Linked DNA regions of Pan troglodytes: region 1 is linked to region 2. A link is a contact called in public Hi-C data. All regions are on one chromosome and are shown on one strand. Each heading gives the region's core, a stretch centred on a gene start, on an enhancer-like site or on the middle of the called end of the contact. The rest is flanking DNA. Distances are from core to core; before and after follow the strand shown. Region 1 holds the start of HOXA5 (homeobox A5). Region 2 holds the start of SKAP2 (src kinase associated phosphoprotein 2).

What was found. A called contact is a pair of places that touch in the nucleus more often than the background predicts.
Region 1: a Hi-C map of stem cell-derived neural progenitor cells shows a contact between it and region 2, with 4 times the contacts expected there. The contact joins the promoter of HOXA5 here to the promoter of SKAP2 in region 2. A contact is called at or near these places in 4 of 7 Hi-C or Micro-C datasets (blood, induced pluripotent stem cells and stem cell-derived neural progenitor cells) and 1 of 1 datasets of contacts at active chromatin or transcription factors (stem cell-derived excitatory neurons).

What each region holds. Positions count from the first base shown.
Region 1 is chr6:32,946,431-32,950,490 of NHGRI_mPanTro3-v2.0_pri, reverse strand. HOXA5 (homeobox A5) reads left to right here and starts at 2,444. Exons shown (of 3, transcript XR_010158821.1): 1 at 2,444-3,338. All of the region lies in intron 1 of LOC134810528 (a long non-coding RNA gene), which reads right to left. HOXA6 (homeobox A6) reads left to right here. Exons shown (of 2, transcript XM_003318365.6): 2 at 481-740. The coding sequence ends at 740.
Region 2 is chr6:32,666,338-32,670,080 of NHGRI_mPanTro3-v2.0_pri, reverse strand. SKAP2 (src kinase associated phosphoprotein 2) reads left to right here and starts at 1,745. Exons shown (of 13, transcript XM_009452811.4): 1 at 1,745-2,194. The coding sequence starts at 2,128.

The sequences.
Region 1 (4,060 bases), core at 1,195-3,694, 280 kb before region 2:
TTTTTAACTCTTCAAAAAATGTGTTGAGTTCCGACATGGCTGGTCACAGTAGCATCCTCAGAGAGACCACTATGAATTCAGAGTGTGTACACTACTTACATGGTTCCACACCACCCACCCCAGACACACACACACACACACACACAAACACACACACACACCCTGCATCCCCACAAAAACACGACCTGGGCATCCCAAATTAAGAATGCTCATTCTGTTATTTTGCTTGTAATGGTTTTCCTATGAGGCAGATTTTTCAAAAACAATAATGTCCACCCCAAGTCGTTATAGGTGGAAAACATCTCGCTTGGTATGAAATAACCTCCCATTCAGTACGCTTTGGGCCCCAGACATAGTGGGAGAGGCTGGAGTGGAGGCGGGGTGGTTTCTAGTCTGGGTGCCTCTTGTGGGAGGCACTGAGCTGACTGGGTCAACCCTCCAGGCCCTGGCTTACCCGCGCCCGGCCGTTTCTGCTCGTAGGTGCTGTGTATGGGAGCCATGGGCGCCGAGGCCGCCAGACCTACACGCGCTACCAGACACTGGAGCTGGAGAAGGAGTTCCACTTCAACCGCTACCTGACACGGCGCCGCCGCATCGAGATCGCCAACGCGCTCTGCCTCACCGAGCGCCAGATCAAGATCTGGTTCCAGAACCGCCGCATGAAGTGGAAAAAGGAAAACAAGCTCATCAATTCCACGCAGCCCAGCGGGGAGGACTCAGAGGCAAAAGCGGGCGAGTAGATGCCTGGGCAGGGACCAGGCCAGCGCTGCAACCTCCTTCGGCTTTGCCCCCTTGCCCTCGCCTGTTCCCCAACTTTTCTCCCCGCCTGCTCCCATCTGGGGGCTTCCGCAGCTTCAGGGGAGCCCGGAGCTTTGCAAGCGTCTGTGCATTTATTTCTTACAAAACAAAACAAAACAAAACCTCACACACAGCCAATACCAGCGGTGGAGCGGGGCGCACTGCACACACCCAGTCCCGCTCCACAAGGATGCCCAAACCGGCTCCGGAGTTCTGGGGTGCGCCCTGAATGCGTCTGGGGCTCCTGTGCTAGTGTCTCTGAGCTCCCCGACCTCGGGACGCGGGGCTGCTGGGGAGGAAAGAGCCCTGGGCCGAGCCCCGTTTCGTGTCTGGGCGTCTCTGCCTAGGTCCCTCGCCAGTAAGTCCCGAAGGGCATCATCAAATCATCTCTGGCCAGTGGAAAGAGGGGGTCCAAGAGCTGGAGCCCGGCCTTGTCGCGGCCTCCCAAGCCGCCTCCCAGAACAGGAAGGAAGCTCGAGGAACAAAGGGGGCCCCAACAGAGCCCAGTCTCTCGGTCCCGCGTGTGCAACCGTCAGTGGAAGAGAAGCAGCCTCAGCCGAGGCGAGTTAACCTGGGCGCGGGTGGAACATTACAGCCCGGGGAGCCCCTGGGCTCCCTCAGGCTCCCGGCTCCGGATTCCCGCTCCCAGCCTCCGATAGCGCCCGCGTCGCCGCCACAGCAGCGTTCAGGACCCAACGAGGGGCCCAGGGCCATGGGAGCCGCCAGAGTCCTGGCTTCCAGACGTGCCAGGGGCGCCTGCAACGCCGGGCCTCCAGCGGGGAGACTCCACTTGCCTCTCAGCTATGTTTGTGATTTACTTGAGTCTTTCGGAGCCGTGGAAAATAACTACAGAGATACTAGGCATTGCCAAGGAATGCTTCCATTATCGCCCTCATTTTACTCCTGGAGGTCTAAGCAAGACCCCAGTAACCCGCCCCACGGATCCCCAGACCCCAAGCAGCCTCTGTGGCTGCAGGGAGCCTGGGCCCACTCGCTGGGTTCAAGGAGAACCCTCCGACTTGGGGCCCGGCTGGCTCGAGGAACCGGACCCTGTGATGAAGATTTTCCAGGCTGGATACGTAAGCAAATCAAATCGCAAACTAATGACACGAAAACCATATTCACATGAAAGAAAAATCGACTACGGTTATAAAAGTGTATGGAATTTGACCTCGCCTTGGAGAAACACTACACAAAAGCTATCTTTAATAGACGCCTGTCATTTAAGAGCGGCAGGGACACTGTCCCTCATGCGCTCGCAAAAACAGAGCCGTAATTGTAGCTGCTGCTGCTGCGGGCAGGATTTATTTCTCCAATTGGCTAAATGGCTTTCCCCCTTCCCCGAAGGTGATATCTGTATTTTCAAAATTCAGAGCTGCTGGCAGGACGGTCAGTACCGACCCCAACCTCGACACAAAAATAAGAGGGGCTGCAAAACGGGGGAAATAAAGTTGTTGTAAATAAAATGCAAGTCACCACCTCCCCCCAATCCTCTGCATCCTCGCCGGGCGCGCGATCGGCAGCTGACGGCCTAACAATTGGTACATCCTAATGGAACTGCGAGGGAAATGCAATAATTTTGCCATAATGGGCTGTAACCTCAATTCGACCCCGGCCCTTGCAGCCCCCGGTCGGAAGCTGGGCGATGAGCCCTGCCTCCAGCGGGTGGCGCTCGAGTCCGGCTGAACGGCGGCAACTGGCGGCGGGCACGCGCCCGGGGCGCGCGCGCCACCCTTCTCGCCTCCACCCAACTCCCCCATTAGTGCACGAGTTTACCTCTAGAGGTCATCAGGCAGGATTTACGACTGGACAACAAAAGCACGTGATTCGAAGTCGTACCCCATATTTGGGTGCCTACGTAGGAGGGAACCAAGTACATGTCCCAGTCATTTCCATAATTCATCATAAATTGTGCAAGGGTGCTATAGACGCACAAACGACCGCGAGCCACAAATCAAGCACACATATCAAAAAACAAATGAGCTCTTATTTTGTAAACTCATTTTGCGGTCGCTATCCAAATGGCCCGGACTACCAGTTGCATAATTATGGAGATCATAGTTCCGTGAGCGAGCAATTCAGGGACTCGGCGAGCATGCACTCCGGCAGGTACGGCTACGGCTACAATGGCATGGATCTCAGCGTCGGCCGCTCGGGCTCCGGCCACTTTGGCTCCGGAGAGCGCGCCCGCAGCTACGCTGCCAGCGCCAGCGCGGCGCCCGCCGAGCCCAGGTACAGCCAGCCGGCCACGTCCACGCACTCTCCTCCGCCCGATCCGCTGCCCTGCTCCGCCGTGGCCCCCTCGCCCGGCAGCGACAGCCACCACGGCGGGAAAAACTCCCTGAGCAACTCCAGCGGCGCCTCGGCCAACGCCGGCAGCACCCACATCAGCAGCAGAGAGGGGGTTGGCACGGCGTCCGGAGCCGAGGAGGACGCCCCTGCCAGCAGCGAGCAGGCGAGTGCGCAGAGCGAGCCGAGCCCGGCGCCGCCCGCCCAACCCCAGATCTACCCCTGGATGCGCAAGCTGCACATAAGTCATGGTAAAGCCAGCCTTTTTCTAAATCCACGCGACCGCGGGGACGCGGCTCTCGGTCCCCCCCTCTTCTCTGCCGCCCTCTCCCAGTGTCTCTTGGTCTCATTTCTCCCAGCCCTGCGGAGCTCTCCTTGCCGTTCTCCCTCCCCTGCCTTCCTCCTTCCTCCTCTTCTTTGCGAGCACCCTGCGCTCACAAATAGTGGGGGAAATGGGCGTTCGCTGGGACAGTTTAGACGTTGGAAGGGGGAGGAAGCAAAAAACCCCTCTGGAACCCCGCGCCTTGGGACGCGCTCCCGGGTCAGGCCAGCCGAGCAAGGCGCAGAGAGGTAGAGGATGGCAGTAGCAGCCGTGAATCGGGCTTGTCACGGCGGATAATTTATGAGGAGGGCTACGCTGGGGAAACAGCGTTACTAATTACAGACCCCGAAAAGGGGCTTGGGGGAAAGAATCGAGGCGAGAGCCTGCAGGATTCTGAATTTTGGGGGCAGGAGGGAGAGAGAAGGAAAGGGAAGAAGAAGAAAACAGGCTCCCCAACCCTGCAGGCTGGAAACGGGAGGCGGCTCTCGGGGCTGGAACTTTGAGGGAGGGTGACCCGAAGGCCACTTGGGCGCTCAGGAAAGGGCCTTGCTTCCTGGGTTTCTGTGCGGTGGGCAGCCTGGGAGGGCTGTGCCTCCCGATCGGGGCGCCCGGGGCAGGGCGGAGGGGGCAGGAGAGGGGCCAGGGAAAGCC
Region 2 (3,743 bases), core at 496-2,995:
CGAGTAGCTGGGCCTACAGGCGCCTGCCACCACACCCGGCTAATTTTCTTTTTTTTTTGTATCTTTTTTTTAGTAGAGACGGGGTTTCACTGTGTTAGCCAGGATGGTCCCGATCTCCTGACCTCATGATCCGCCCGCCTCATCCTCCCAAAGTGCTAGGATTACAGGCATGAGCCACTGCACCTGGCCTTAGCTAGATCTTTTTGATAACTTGCTGCAGCTGCTTCACCAGCATTTGCTGCTTCACCTTACAATTTTATGCTCTGAAGATGGCTTATTTCCTTAAACATCATGAACCAACCTCTGCTAACTTCCAACTTTTCTTCTGCAGCTTCTTTACCTCTCAGCCTTCGTAGACTTGAAGAGAGTTAGGGCCTTGCACTCGATTAGGCGTTGGCTTAAGGGAATGTTATGTCTGGTTTGATCTTCTATCCAGAACATGAAAACGTTTCTTTACCAGCAATAAGCCTCCTTCACTTTCTTATCATTCGTGTGTTCACTGGAGTAGCATTTTTACTTTCCTTCAAGGACTTTTCCCTTGCATTCACTACCTGGCTGTTTGGTGCAAGAGCCCTAGCTTTTGGTCTGTCTCGGCTTTCAATATGCCTTCCTCACTAAGCTTAATCATTTCTAGCTTTTGATTTAAAGTAAGCTTTTGATTTAAAGTAAAATGATTCTTTTACTGGAACACTCAGAGGCCATCGTAGGGTTATTAATTGGCTTAATGTCAATATTGTTGTGTCTCAAGGAATGGGGAGGCCCAAGAGAGGGAGAGATATGGAGGAAGGTATAGGGTTGGTAGAGCAGTCAGAACACACACATTTGTGGATTACAGTCACTGTCTTATATGGGTGCTGTTTGTGATGTCCCAAAGTAATTATAATAGTAACTTCAAAGATCACCATAACATATACAATAATAATGAAAAAGTTTGAAATATTGTTAGAATCACCAAAATGTGACAGAGACATGAACTGAGCACATGCTTTTGGAAAAACGGCGCCCACAGATTTGCTTGATGCAGGGTTGCCACAAACCTTCAATTTGTTAAAAAATGCAGTATCTGGGAAGCACAAAGATGTTGCCTGTTAAAGGTTTTAAATAAGCCATTTTTTTTAAAAGAGAAAACTTTTAAGAAGCTTTACAGATAGAAGACGGTATTTGTTGACTAAATGGTCAAGTTGGAGTGAGCAGATTTTATAATTTTATTCTACTAACCACCACCAGCAATTTTATTTTTGATTCTTGTAGATGGACAGTGGTGCCAATGTCTATTCGGCCTTCTGTTTTTTTGTTTTGTTTTGTTTGTTTTTTCCTGCCAAAGGACGGTGCTTAGAACTTCCCATTCTTCCTTGTAGTGGGGAAAATCTGTCACCCCAAGGCTACGAATTAGGTAGAAAAGTAATGTAAGAGCCAATCACAATGCGCGCTCCGGAGCGGCTCCAGACTGGCTTCTCCCGGACGACTGGCGGAAGACGAGACTTCGTTACCTCCGTTCAATCGGACAAAGAAGGCCATAATAGTTTAGGACAAGAGAAAATTCCTTGTGGGTTAAACTGCGGTGGGACTGACTGTTACGCAGAAGGCGTAATCGCCAAACTTGTATACACTCTGTATCATGGATACATTATTTTCTGGAATCCTGGAGAAACGATCAGCAGTTGTGATGGCACCAGTACCGAAAATGGCTGTAAGGCGCTTCGGACGCTGGATCAGGTGACGCAGCATCAGGTGACGCAGCCTCAGTCCGCCCCCTTCCCACCAGTGGCTCCTCCTCCTGCTTCCCGGCGTAGCGGTGGGCGTGGCTTGCCCACAGGCTCTTTCTTCTGGGGCCGGGAAAACCGAGGAATACACATGCGTAGTTGGACCCCTCAGGCCCTTCGTGTCCCTTCCCACCCATCTCCCCGCCCCGGCCCTCTGGGCGGGGCTGGGCCGACAGTCCAGCTGCAGCTCGCTGGAGATTCAGTGACTTCCTTGTTGTGAGCCCCGGCCCGGCAGTGTCCCGACTCGTAGCCCCGCTGTTCTTATCCGGGCCGCTAGCCTGAGTCTAGGTCGCAGCCGCAGCCCGACCCCGTCGGTCACCTTTTCAGCGCAGGTCCTTTCCCCGCACGCCCTGCGCTCCCTAATATGCCCAACCCCAGCAGCACCTCCTCTCCCTACCCCCTCCCTGAGGAAATTAGGAACCTGTTGGCAGGTAAAGAGCGGGAAGGCGGCGATAATGCTGTTGGGGCGGGGGCGAGGGAACGGTGAGCCGGTGGGGACAGAAGCATTCAGAGCCCTTATCCTCCCTCCCCGCGCTTCCCACGTCTTCTAGCCAGTGGGGTCGGCACAGGGAGGAGAGGAGAGGGGTTGTTTTGTCTCAGAAAGGGAGTGGACGTGTGTGTTGAAATTTGGTGCGGGGATGGTGGCGAAGCCCTTTTTGGTGATCTACACAAATGGGATCAGGACGTTTCTATGTGCATTGTGAAGACGGTGTGTGTGTGTGTGTGTGTGTGTGTCAGAAGGGCGGGGGAGGAAAAGTGGAAGAGGGAGAGAGAATGATAATGATAATGAATGCTGCGTGAGCAGGCAGAAGGGAGCAGAAGTCAAATAAGTAGTTCTTGGGTGGTCTGGCCAATGGAGGTAGAGGATGTAGAGATGCAAAGAGCTGTCAGAGCCACAGGTGTTAGGGGTTATGGGGTGAAAGAGTTTGTCATTTCTAAAACTCCCATTTTTCTTAAACATTCAGCTCACTCACGTTTAAGACTTTTGAAGAAGGTCTGGTTCTCAAATGGCCACTTGTCACCAGCCTCAGTAATATACTAAAGCAAAAAAGGAAGGATATGTTAAAAGTTGTACTTCCTGTGTGACACGATGAAAGTACTTCATCTTTGTACCCTTATCTTCCCTTTTTCAGTTTTACATTACCATTTATAGGAACTTGTTTTAGGAGCTAAAAACGTGGTTCTTCAGTAGCATTATGAATCCACTACTAGTTCATTAATTTACTGGATACGGAGGTGTGTATGTTCACTAAGAACCAATAATTTATATTTCTGTACAAGGTAGAAAATATATGTTTTTAAGGTAGCACAAATCTTACCTATCTTAATGTTCTGGAATTTCAACCATCATTTATTTTGTCTTGTGTACGTCAGAATTCTGGAAACTGAATTTTGATTTTTAGTTTTAGATGTCTATAAAATATTTATCTCTCAGTATTGTTTATGAATAACTAGATTACAGATTGCTTATTCTAGCTCTTAAAAGGCAGTCATCTAAAATGTGACATTTGATGACACATTTTATATGTTACTCCTATAGCAATGTGAGTCCAAATCTCCTAATATTCTGTCATTCAATTTTGGTGCTTGGCATTATTAATATGGTAGTGTAATATTAAGTGTATGAATGTAGACTTATGTTTGTATGATTATGGTACAGTATGTTGAATGCATTTGTGGTGGGATAGTCTTTCACTCTAAGAAATGCTTGTTGTCATTAAAGGGTACCACTAAGGGAAATAGTTAAGTCTAAAGACTGACTTCAGGCAGCTTTATTGCATCACATGTCTACTGATTTTGTTTTACTACACTTAACATTTTTTGTTTTTACAATGCTGGAATTGTTTGTTCAGAATATTATTGTAATAACCAGCACAGAAAAATGTTTATCATTATTCCAAAAATAGATGAAACCATTTTCAGGATATTCTATGTCTGTATTTTTGAATTTAAGAAATAACATATAGACCTCTGGGTGCA